2 separate regions of the Mus musculus genome follow, and region 2 is linked to region 1. The links are chromatin contacts, called in public HiCAR-type maps. All regions are on one chromosome and are shown on one strand. Each heading gives the region's core, a stretch centred on a gene start, on an enhancer-like site or on the middle of the called end of the contact. The rest is flanking DNA. Distances are from core to core; before and after follow the strand shown. Region 1 has its middle 24 kb from the start of Gm32532. Region 2 overlaps Nrp1 (neuropilin 1).

Region 1 (4,863 bases), core at 1,925-4,424:
CCTTCTCCATCTCCTATTACTAAGGTGTTTATTCTCTTTTATATGCAAACAATGTTTGGGTTCCTCCTCTCCACAGACAGCCTTTCAAGGTATAAATTCCTGTATATGCACAGGTCACACAAACATGCTGTGTTGTGAATTTCACAAACCTGGTGATTTGTGTTTCAGGGAAGTGGGTTGACTTTTGACTTAAATCCACCCATTCTCCTGTGGTCCACACCACACAGGCCAACGTGCTAGCTGATCTAAAACTGCAGTGTCACTCAGCCCTGGTGACAGGGACCATAAGTGGTTACCTCCTCCTTTCAGGAGAAGATGCTGCTCGGTATGCTCTGTGAACTCTGAACCCAGCCCTTCTGCACTGCTCAAACACACAGGTGGCTCTCCAGGCACCACCTCTGTTAGGACCTGCTTGCTGAGACCTGGAAGTTAGAAGCAGACTACCCAACTACACTTTTCAGGTGGCATCCCTGCTGTAGGTCTTCAACTGTTCTGTCTGGCTCTTGGGTTTCACCCCCTCATCCTGGCTCTCTTCCATACCTCTTCTCTAGCCCCTTACATGCCCACCCTCCTTTCCCCCATCTCCTATGTAGGCCTGTCACTAGAATCGGGCACTCACCCTCTGGGTCAGTCTCCCTTTCCACCTTTGCTTGATTTTCTCTTACTGCTAATAGTGAGAAGGTGAGTTAGCATTTCTTCTAGGCTCCACTCCACAGTTACCTGGCAATAGCCAGGTATACCTGACTCACTATAGAAGAGGCTGCTTGCCCCCTCCTCTCCCTCTTGCTCTCTTGCTCTCTTATCCTCTTCCCCTCTTTGTCCCTTCTCTTCCCATTTCCCCTTCCCTTTACATATTCAAGACCAGCCTCTATTCCTCTACTCTTCTCTCTGTCTCTCTCTGTCTCTCTCTCTCTGTCTCTCTCTGTCTCTCTCTCTCTCTCTGTCTCTCTCTCTCTCTTTCTCTTTTTCTCTGCCTTTCTCTGTCTCTACTACCCCCCTCAACTCCCCTCCCCATGCCCTAAGTAAACTCTATTCTATACTATACCACAGGAGGAAGGGATGCCTCAGCATAGACCTACAGAGCACTCCCCCTCCCCGCACCATACCACTTCTCCACCAAACATATCCCTTTGTTCTGGACACTTTATCCTCTCTGTCTACAACATCTGAAGGAACTTCTTGAATTCTTCAAGCAAGAATAGAAACTCCTGGTAAGAAAGAAAGCAATTGACAGGGAAAGTGGTACAGGCAAAGTATCCCCAACACAGGAAATCCAAATCAACATGGCTATGGTGTGTGTGTGTGTGTGTGTGTGTGTGTGTGTGTGTGTGTGTGTGTGTGCGCGCGCGCGCGCGCACACTCGCTCCCCCACCCATGTGTATGTCCATGAGTAAATAGATGCAAGTATACATGTATTATGCACATGTAAGCCAGAGGTCAATCTCAAGTGCCACTCTTCAGATGCTATCCACCTCTCTCTCTATTTCTATCTATCTGTCTTTCTTTCTTTCTTCCTTCCTTCTTCCCTTCCTTTTTTTTGGAGGTGAAGCAGGGTATTTCTTTGGGCTAGAGCTCAACAAGAGGATCAGACTGGTTGAACAGTGAGCCTTAGGGCTCTTTCTGTCTCTGTCTTCCCAGCAGTACTGGGATTCTAAGCAGAACCATCATGCCAGCTAAGGATGTGGCTGGGTAAGCAGAATACTTTCCTAGCACACAGGAAGGCCTGGGTTCCATCCCCAGTATGGCATAAACAAACAGTACATGCCTGTAATCCCAAAACTGGAGAGGATACAAGGAGGTAGTAGGAGGAGACAGTAGAATTAGAAGTTCCAGGCCAGCTGTTGAGGTGACTCAGTGGTTAAGAGCACCAATTATTCTTCCAAAGGATCCAGGTTCAATTCCCAGCACCCACATGGCAGCTCACAATGGTCTGTAACTCCAAGACCTGACATTCTCACACAGACATTCAAGCAGGCAAAACACCAATGCACATAAAATAAAATAAAACAAAAATAAGAAGTTCTAAGCCATCCTTGGCTATAGTGTGAGCTTGGCCTACATAAGATCCTGTCCAGAAAACAAACAAACAGCATAAGAAGTTACCACAGACCACTACAGTCTCCTCTGCTTCCCTGGGTAGAGGGTACCAGCCCTGTTCAGTGTTCAATGGGAGGACCTATGCCTTCCCACAATCTCACTGCTAAGCCTGGGCAAGTGAGATCTGAGTAGAAATAACCAAGATGGGCCTGTGTGGAAGTCCTTGATTCTCCTTTCTTTCTGGGGAGAATATGAAGGTGTTACTGGCTGTTCCTTGCCAGGCATCAGACTAGGGCTGAGGGTCCCTCTCAGGGAAGTGAAGCAGAAAGACAGAAGGCTATCTGGCAGCCAGAACAACTTAACTCCAGGCTGTTTTTACATAAACAAAGGAACATGTCTTGAGGTATGTTCACACTATAATTATTCATACTAGAGAGAAAATTGAATATTTGGACAAGAGAAATAAAAAGGACCCAGCAGGAAGCAGCTTAGAAACTCCAGGGGAGCAGGTCAATGTGGACAAGGCTCCAGCCACACACTCATGTAATCTTCATGCTTCCAGAGCATTGTCCTACCAGCCATAGTGGCCAGAGGGACTCTGTCCAGGGAAGTGGACAACATCCAAAACCATAAGAAGTTCCAGGAACAAATAAAAAGCCAGTTATCAGGACCAGATGTGGCCCAAGGTCAAAGGTGTTGTGTAATGAAAGTGATGGAATGCCAAGTCCTGAAGCCCTCCTGTCTGGAGTCAGGACTGGCTCGGAGGCCAGGGTGGAGACCAGCATGTGGGCAGACAGCTAGTGGCTGCAGCCAGGGTGAGGGCTGTAGGGGAACTCTGAGGCTGAGAGCCAAGGCCAGGAAACAGGCTTGCGTCCCCTGTGTGTGATGGTAGGAAGTTGAGCTCTGAAAGAGAGAGTTTCACAGCCTCCATCTGTGAGAAGACCCTTAGCCTCCATCCTTGACTCACCGCTTACCCAGAAGAGGGATAAGTCAAAAGAAGGGGGACACCAGGAGCTGCCAGCTGCTCAGTGGGCTGAAGGGAAGGTTCAGGGGAAGGGAAGCTGCTGCTTCTTAGAGCCCCATGGGGGATTCCCCCATGTTCCTACTTCTGACCTAACTCTACAAGAGTGGATTCACTTGCAGGAGATGGTGACTAGACACTGTCTCAACTTATGAGGTATCTACCCAGTCATTGTCTCCACCTGTGAGATGTCTCCCACAACTCTATGAAAACAATTCTGCAAATTGTTGGTTTTCCATTCTTGAAACTCATATGTTAGCCTAAAACCCCAATGTGGTTGTATTAGGAGAAGAACTTTGGGACATGACAAGATCAGACATGGGGTTCTCATGAATTTATTGGTTACCTTCGAGAACAAGGCACCCTTCAGCATATGAGAACACAGTAGGGACCATGAGGCAGGAGGCAGGCCCTCAGGAAACACACGTGTCTTGATTTGGGGTATCTTAGCCTCTAGACCTTCAAGAAACAATTCCCAATGTGTTGTACAAGCCACTTAGTCTACAATTCAAATTTAGACAAAACTAAGACAACTGGATTAGATGTAGGGGAATTTATTCCTTCCCACAGCACAAGTCCTACATATGATTTACTTTAGGTTTGCCGACTTAGCGGGTCAGTGAGTAACCAGAGGCTTAAAGCTTGCCACAGTGATTGCTGGTTTTCCACCTCAATCTTGTCTCTGACCTCCCCAAATGACTGTAGACAGGTAATAGTGGATGTTGAGCAGACAGCCCACAGTGTCTTCCCTGAGACCCCCATACTTGATGAGAAGTTACCCACAGAATTAGAGGACAGACAGAATCTGGTAGCCCTTTACCCCATCCTGAAGGAGCTGTCAATTAAGGTGTCCTGAGCCAATGGGTGGCATGTAGTCTCAGCACTAGGGAGTGACCAGTCACTCAGAAGATTTACAGATGGCTTGAAATGTCTCTGGGAATCCTTTGTTTTCTCCCCCCATAAAATCACAGCAACCCCTGTGTCTGCCTGAATGCATGGGCCCTCCCCACACCCAAGACCTCACTCCCCACCCCACCCCCCATGCCCTGAGAATCTCTCTTCTACAGACACTTCAGAGTTACCCTTCAGAGCTAGTAAATGGAGTATTCTCTACCTGTAACGGTTTCCTCTTGATTGTTAACTTGTAAGGATTTAGAAACACCATAGAGACATTTCTCTGGGCTTGTCTGTAAGGGAGTTTCCAGAGATTAAGGTTGAAAATTCCACTCTGAAGATGGGAAGCACCATCTATTTGCTGAGAAGTCAGATTCATGGGCTGGGGTCTCAGAGCGCATAAAAAGGCAAAAGTAAACAGCACCAGCAACCATCTCTTTCTACCTCCTGGCTCTAGGCGCAATGTGACCAGCTGCCTCATGCTTCTGCTGTATTGTCCACCCACCACAATGGGCTGTACTCTCAATTGTGAGCAGAAGTACACCTTTCCTTCCTTAAGTTGCTTTTGTCTGGTACTTTGCCACAACAGTGAAAAAAAGTACCTAATACATACAGTATATTTCTATTTCGGGAGATGGATTGAGTGCTAACATCCAGACCCACAGCCAGGTTGCTATAACTTGCCACCAAAAAGCTTTGGATCTCACCTATGGGATGCCACCGGTGCGTCTTGTTCAGAGAAGAATAGAGAAAGTTACAAGTCCTACTTTACACAAACAGGACTCCATCTATACTCAGTAAAAGATACTATGTTTTGACAAGTTCTCATGTAGTCTAGGCTAGTCTCAGACTCTGTATAGAGAATGACTTTAAGCCTCTGCCTCTCCTGCTTCCACAGTAAGGTATGAAAT
Region 2 (4,436 bases), core at 717-3,216, 750 kb before region 1:
ATTCCTGCCTTGGCCACTGACACTGTGGAGTCTCAGGCATCTCTAAGCCATCCTTGTTTTCACAGGGCTCTGAGCTTTGGATTTGAAAAAGAAAATGATAATTTCTCATTTTCTTTACTATACATCAAAAATTTTTATTTTGTTTTGCTATTTTATTTTATTTTAATTATTATTATTTTTTATTTGGAGAGAGGGCCTCGGAGAATGCAGACTAGCCTGGTGCTACTTGGTTTGTGGCAGAGGATACTCTTGGACTTCTTATATTCTTGCCTTCATCTTTCAAGTGGGATAGCTGTATAGTGCATGTGCTCTACCAACTGAGCCACAGTTCCAGCCCCAAATGATTGATTTTTTTGTTTCATTTTAACATTTTCCTTTTTCACTGTTATGTAAGTTGGCCCCATTGGGGGGAAAATGCCCCCTCTGCAGGAAACAGTGGCAGGAGAGGGTTCAGGAACTCCACAGGAACTCCCAGGGCTGAACAAGAATGAGGCTAGCTGGAAGCCAGTGAGTCACAAGGGGGACAGTGCTTGTACACACAAATCTAGAGGTGTGCCATATTTGGCTATGTGGTTACAAAAAAAGTCACATCTAGATATTAATGACAAAGGATATGGGATAATTAGAACTATGATACTTTCTTGAAGTTACCGTTAGATAGGCCCCTCTATTTCCTAGAATTTAGCCTCAACTTGTGGCCGAGGATGATGGTGAAATTCTGCTACTCCTGCCTTCAATGATCAAGCAATAGTATTTATTATATATCATGCCTAGTTGACCTTGTGTTGGGAATGGAAGCCAGGGGTTCCTTCATGTTAGGCAGGTACTCAACCAACTAAGTAACATCCCTCTCTGATTTTTGTTAAATATATAGAGCCTTAATTAAATAGTCTGTACCAAGCACTGCCACTCAGCCTCTGACACTGAGGTCCATAGAAACTGCTCCAGACTCCTTCAGTAGTGGAGCTGGTGGACCAGGCCAGTAGGCAGGACAGTGGAAGAGTGACAGACTGGAGGTGTGTGTGTGTGTGTGTGTGTGTGTGTGTCTCAGAGAAGGATCTTTAGATGAGTGTTGGGATACTGACCCAAAGTTCCAACATCTGGGAGAGTAGATGTAAAGGAACTTCAAGGCTCTGGAGAGAGAATCAGGGTGGTCTGAGGTGACCGAGGGAAAGGTGAAGAGGGGCTAAGGCTGCCAGGCAGGACAGACCTTCGTCTCAGCTCCTGGAATTAGGAATAGCAAATTCTCATACTTGTAATCCACTGCCTGAAAACCTCAAAGCCAGCATCTAAAAAATTAATTTCCTGGTTGCATTAAACTATGATCAGTATAATTCACATGTTTTTAGAAACTTTTGAAGTTGCTGAGCCCCCAAAGAAGTGCTGAGTTCTCAGAAGATCAGAAATCTATGAGTTCTGTATCATTATTAAATGACTTCTGAGGATTAATATATATTTACGCATGTATTTTGTGAATATTTTTTATGCGGGCGATAGGTGAAATAGTAGAAATGTGGGTTTTTAAAATTTCTCAAATAGAAGCAACAGTGTTGGAAAATAAAGCATATGTTACATGGGGAAATTTGAAGATAGTAAGAGAATCATTGGTAAATATATATTTGTATATATAGTACACTCTGTATAAATACTGTGTGTGCTGTATATAATGTATAGACACAGAGGGCAACTTGGGAATGTGCACAGAAAAGTCAGGTTAGCCAGAAGTGCTTCCCAAGAAAAGAGACTGGGGCCAGGTTTTCTAAAAGATCAAGTGCAGTTTGGAAGACGAGAGAGCCCTGAACCTTGAAGGAGTCAGTTCATTGGTAGTTGCTGTAACAGTTCTTCTCAAGCATAAGTCAGTGGCAGGTGTCAGAATTACCTGTTTCTGTTTCATCTGAATCTGAAAGCCTCTGCTGGGTTCCACTGATGAGGAAACTGATACTCCAGTCAGCCACACCAACAGGCAGTGGAAGAAGTGAGCATCATACTCTATCAGCGATAGTCCTGGAGCAGGATGCTCAATGTCATAAGTCACAGTTAAAAGTAGATGAGGGCAAAGGCTGCTCAGGCTTTGTCCAAAATCCAGCAGGATTGAACTTAACCCAGCAGGATAGGTTATAATGACAGGGGCTTGGTGGCCCATGGAGAGACCTCAAATAGGATTAAACTACATTGGCAAAAACACAATTTTGGTCTACTTGGTGGTTTGTGGCAGTCAACTTAGAAGGAAGATGTAATTTTCCAAGTCTGTTGAATGAAACTGAGGAGAATAGGCAACACGCTAAATACAGGGACTGACCAGAGAGTAGACTATTATAATAGTGCTTGGGGTGTGGGCTCTGATGGAGGATGATGAAGAATTCTCAAGTCAGCAGCCCCTCCTCCTCCCCTTCATAGCTCTCTCAACTACTTGCAGAACATTCAGAAATACTGAAAATGAAAGTCTGTTCTTACTCATTTTTATGACACCTACTGTCTCTGATGATACCATGTGCAAGAAAGCAAGCATATGTGAATGCATGTGTGTATACATATAGATAGGGGATACCCTTTGGATAACAAGGCATACAACTTTCAGTGCAAGAAAACTTGGATTCATGTAATCAGGGGTTCATATGTATGTGTAGGCCACAAGCTTAGGTATTATTCTTTAAAAAAATTTTTTTGAGACAAGGTCTCTCACTAGCTCATTAAGTAGGCTAGGACAGCTAAATATCATGTTTCAGGGGTCCTACTCTCTTCCCACTCAGCTCCCCATTCCTAGGATTACAGGCATACACCACAACATCTTGAGTTTTACAAGGGTGTTAGGAGTTCAACTCAGGTCTTCATGCTTGCAAGACAAGCACTGTACTGTCTGCCCAGTCCTGTGGTTACATATAATTATGCAAGAAGTTATTTCTACATGAGGCAAGGTCAGGCATCTTTGAAATGTAAAGAAGTCATATTAATGTTTTCCAAACTCCCAGTGGTTCTTCCTGGGCTCTGGTTCCATTGCTGACCTGGAAAACCTTAGGTTTTTAACACAGTTGTAACTAGATTTTTTTCCCCATCCTACTTAAACAGGCACTTTCTCCTACATTTCACAACATGTTACAGACTTAAACCACTGTTTGTGGATTGTTGAGAAATACTGGAGAACTTAAAAATTTAAGTAGCAGCAACAAATTTTAATACAAGAGGAATCTGCAGTGGTCTCCAGATATTTCACAGTGCTATGCGTTACCCTCTTTCAGATTGGATCTGGAATGTTCCCAGCTTGGTCTTATTAGAAGGTGAGGGACTTTTACCGAAGTCATCTAGTAATTGTGTGTGTGTGTGTGTGAGAGAGAGAGAGAGAGAGAGAGAGAGAGAGAGAGAGAGAGATCTTTGAGAGTGGTAATAAGATGGTAAGCATTCTGTTTATATCAAGGCATGACCATAGCCCCTCAAAATTGGAAGCCTATGAACTGTCAGACAAATAAAAGGAAAGTATTAACCATAGATTTAAGGTAAAAGAGACTAATTGACCTAACTGACACAAAAGAATCAAACTTCATGACTGGAGATGTGGTTCAGTTGGTAGAGGGCTTGCCTGGCCTGTATGAAGCCTGGCCTGTATGAAGCCTGGGCCTCCATCCCCAGCAAGGTATAACCTGTGTTTGGGCCACACAGCTGTGATCCTTTTACCCAGCAGTTGGAAGCAGGACCATCAGGAGTTCAAGGCCACCCTTGGCTAATAGCAAATTAGAGACCAGCTTGGGTTAGAGAGCTTGGAAGGGGATGGAGGGAGATAGAGAGGCAGAGGGAGAAGAAGAGGGAGGAGAGGGAATAAACCCCAGCAGTATTTTAGCCTATTTCTAAAAAATAAAAAAAAAAATAAGAATCAATGGCTTTCAGAGAATTCAATGTAATGCATTCTCTCTTTAATCAACACATTTCAGGGTGGTATCTTTTAAAAAATATTATTTTTGAGTAGCTTTGATCCATTTCAAACACACTTCTGCCACACCATGGATATATTTACCTCATTCAAAACATTTTCCAACATTTCTATAAGGGAAAAAACAAATTCTTTATGGAAGGATGGAGCCATGACCTTCATCTTTCTTTTCACATGATCCCTTGGGAATTCAAACAACACTAAAAAATCATTTAGTCATTCTTGTTCTTATGTGAGTTACTTACCTCTCTTGAAGATTTCATAGCGGATGGAAAACCCTGCCCCATGTGTCTCATAGTCAGAGACAAATTTGATGAAGAGAAAGGGCCCTGAAGACACCACAGGAGAAGGTGCAATCTTCCCACAGAACTTCCCCCACAGGCGGCCGCCTTCATTCTCCCCATCGATTACTTCCACGTAGTCATACCTTGCAAAAGAGAAAAGGAGGTGATGTGAGGCAGAGAGGAAGGCCCTTTCAATTTCACATTTTGAGAAATGTAACAGCTGGTATGAT

The links. HiCAR-type assays count read pairs that join an accessible place to other places.
Region 2: a contact with region 1 is called in a HiCAR-type map of Th17 cells, with 8 times the contacts expected there. The contact joins two enhancer-like sites. A contact is called at or near these places in 1 of 15 datasets of contacts at CTCF or cohesin (the NIH/3T3 cell line) and 1 of 115 datasets of contacts at active chromatin or transcription factors (Th17 cells).

The regions. Positions count from the first base shown.
Region 1 is chr8:127,664,707-127,669,569 of GRCm38.p6, reverse strand. No RefSeq gene overlaps it. Among named protein-coding and RNA genes, the nearest start is that of Gm32532, 24 kb to the left of the region's middle. Within about 2 kb of position 3,174, at least 19 of the 459 cell types and tissues checked have an H3K27ac peak or open chromatin away from gene starts, as enhancers often do. A contact at or near this core is called in Th17 cells, where this site is marked.
Region 2 is chr8:128,418,626-128,423,061 of GRCm38.p6, reverse strand. It overlaps Nrp1 (neuropilin 1), which reads right to left. Exons shown (of 17, transcript NM_008737.2): 3 at 4,168-4,349. Among named protein-coding and RNA genes, the nearest start is that of Mir1903, 62 kb to the right of the region's middle. Within about 2 kb of position 1,966, at least 24 of the 459 cell types and tissues checked have an H3K27ac peak or open chromatin away from gene starts, as enhancers often do. A contact at or near this core is called in Th17 cells, where this site is marked.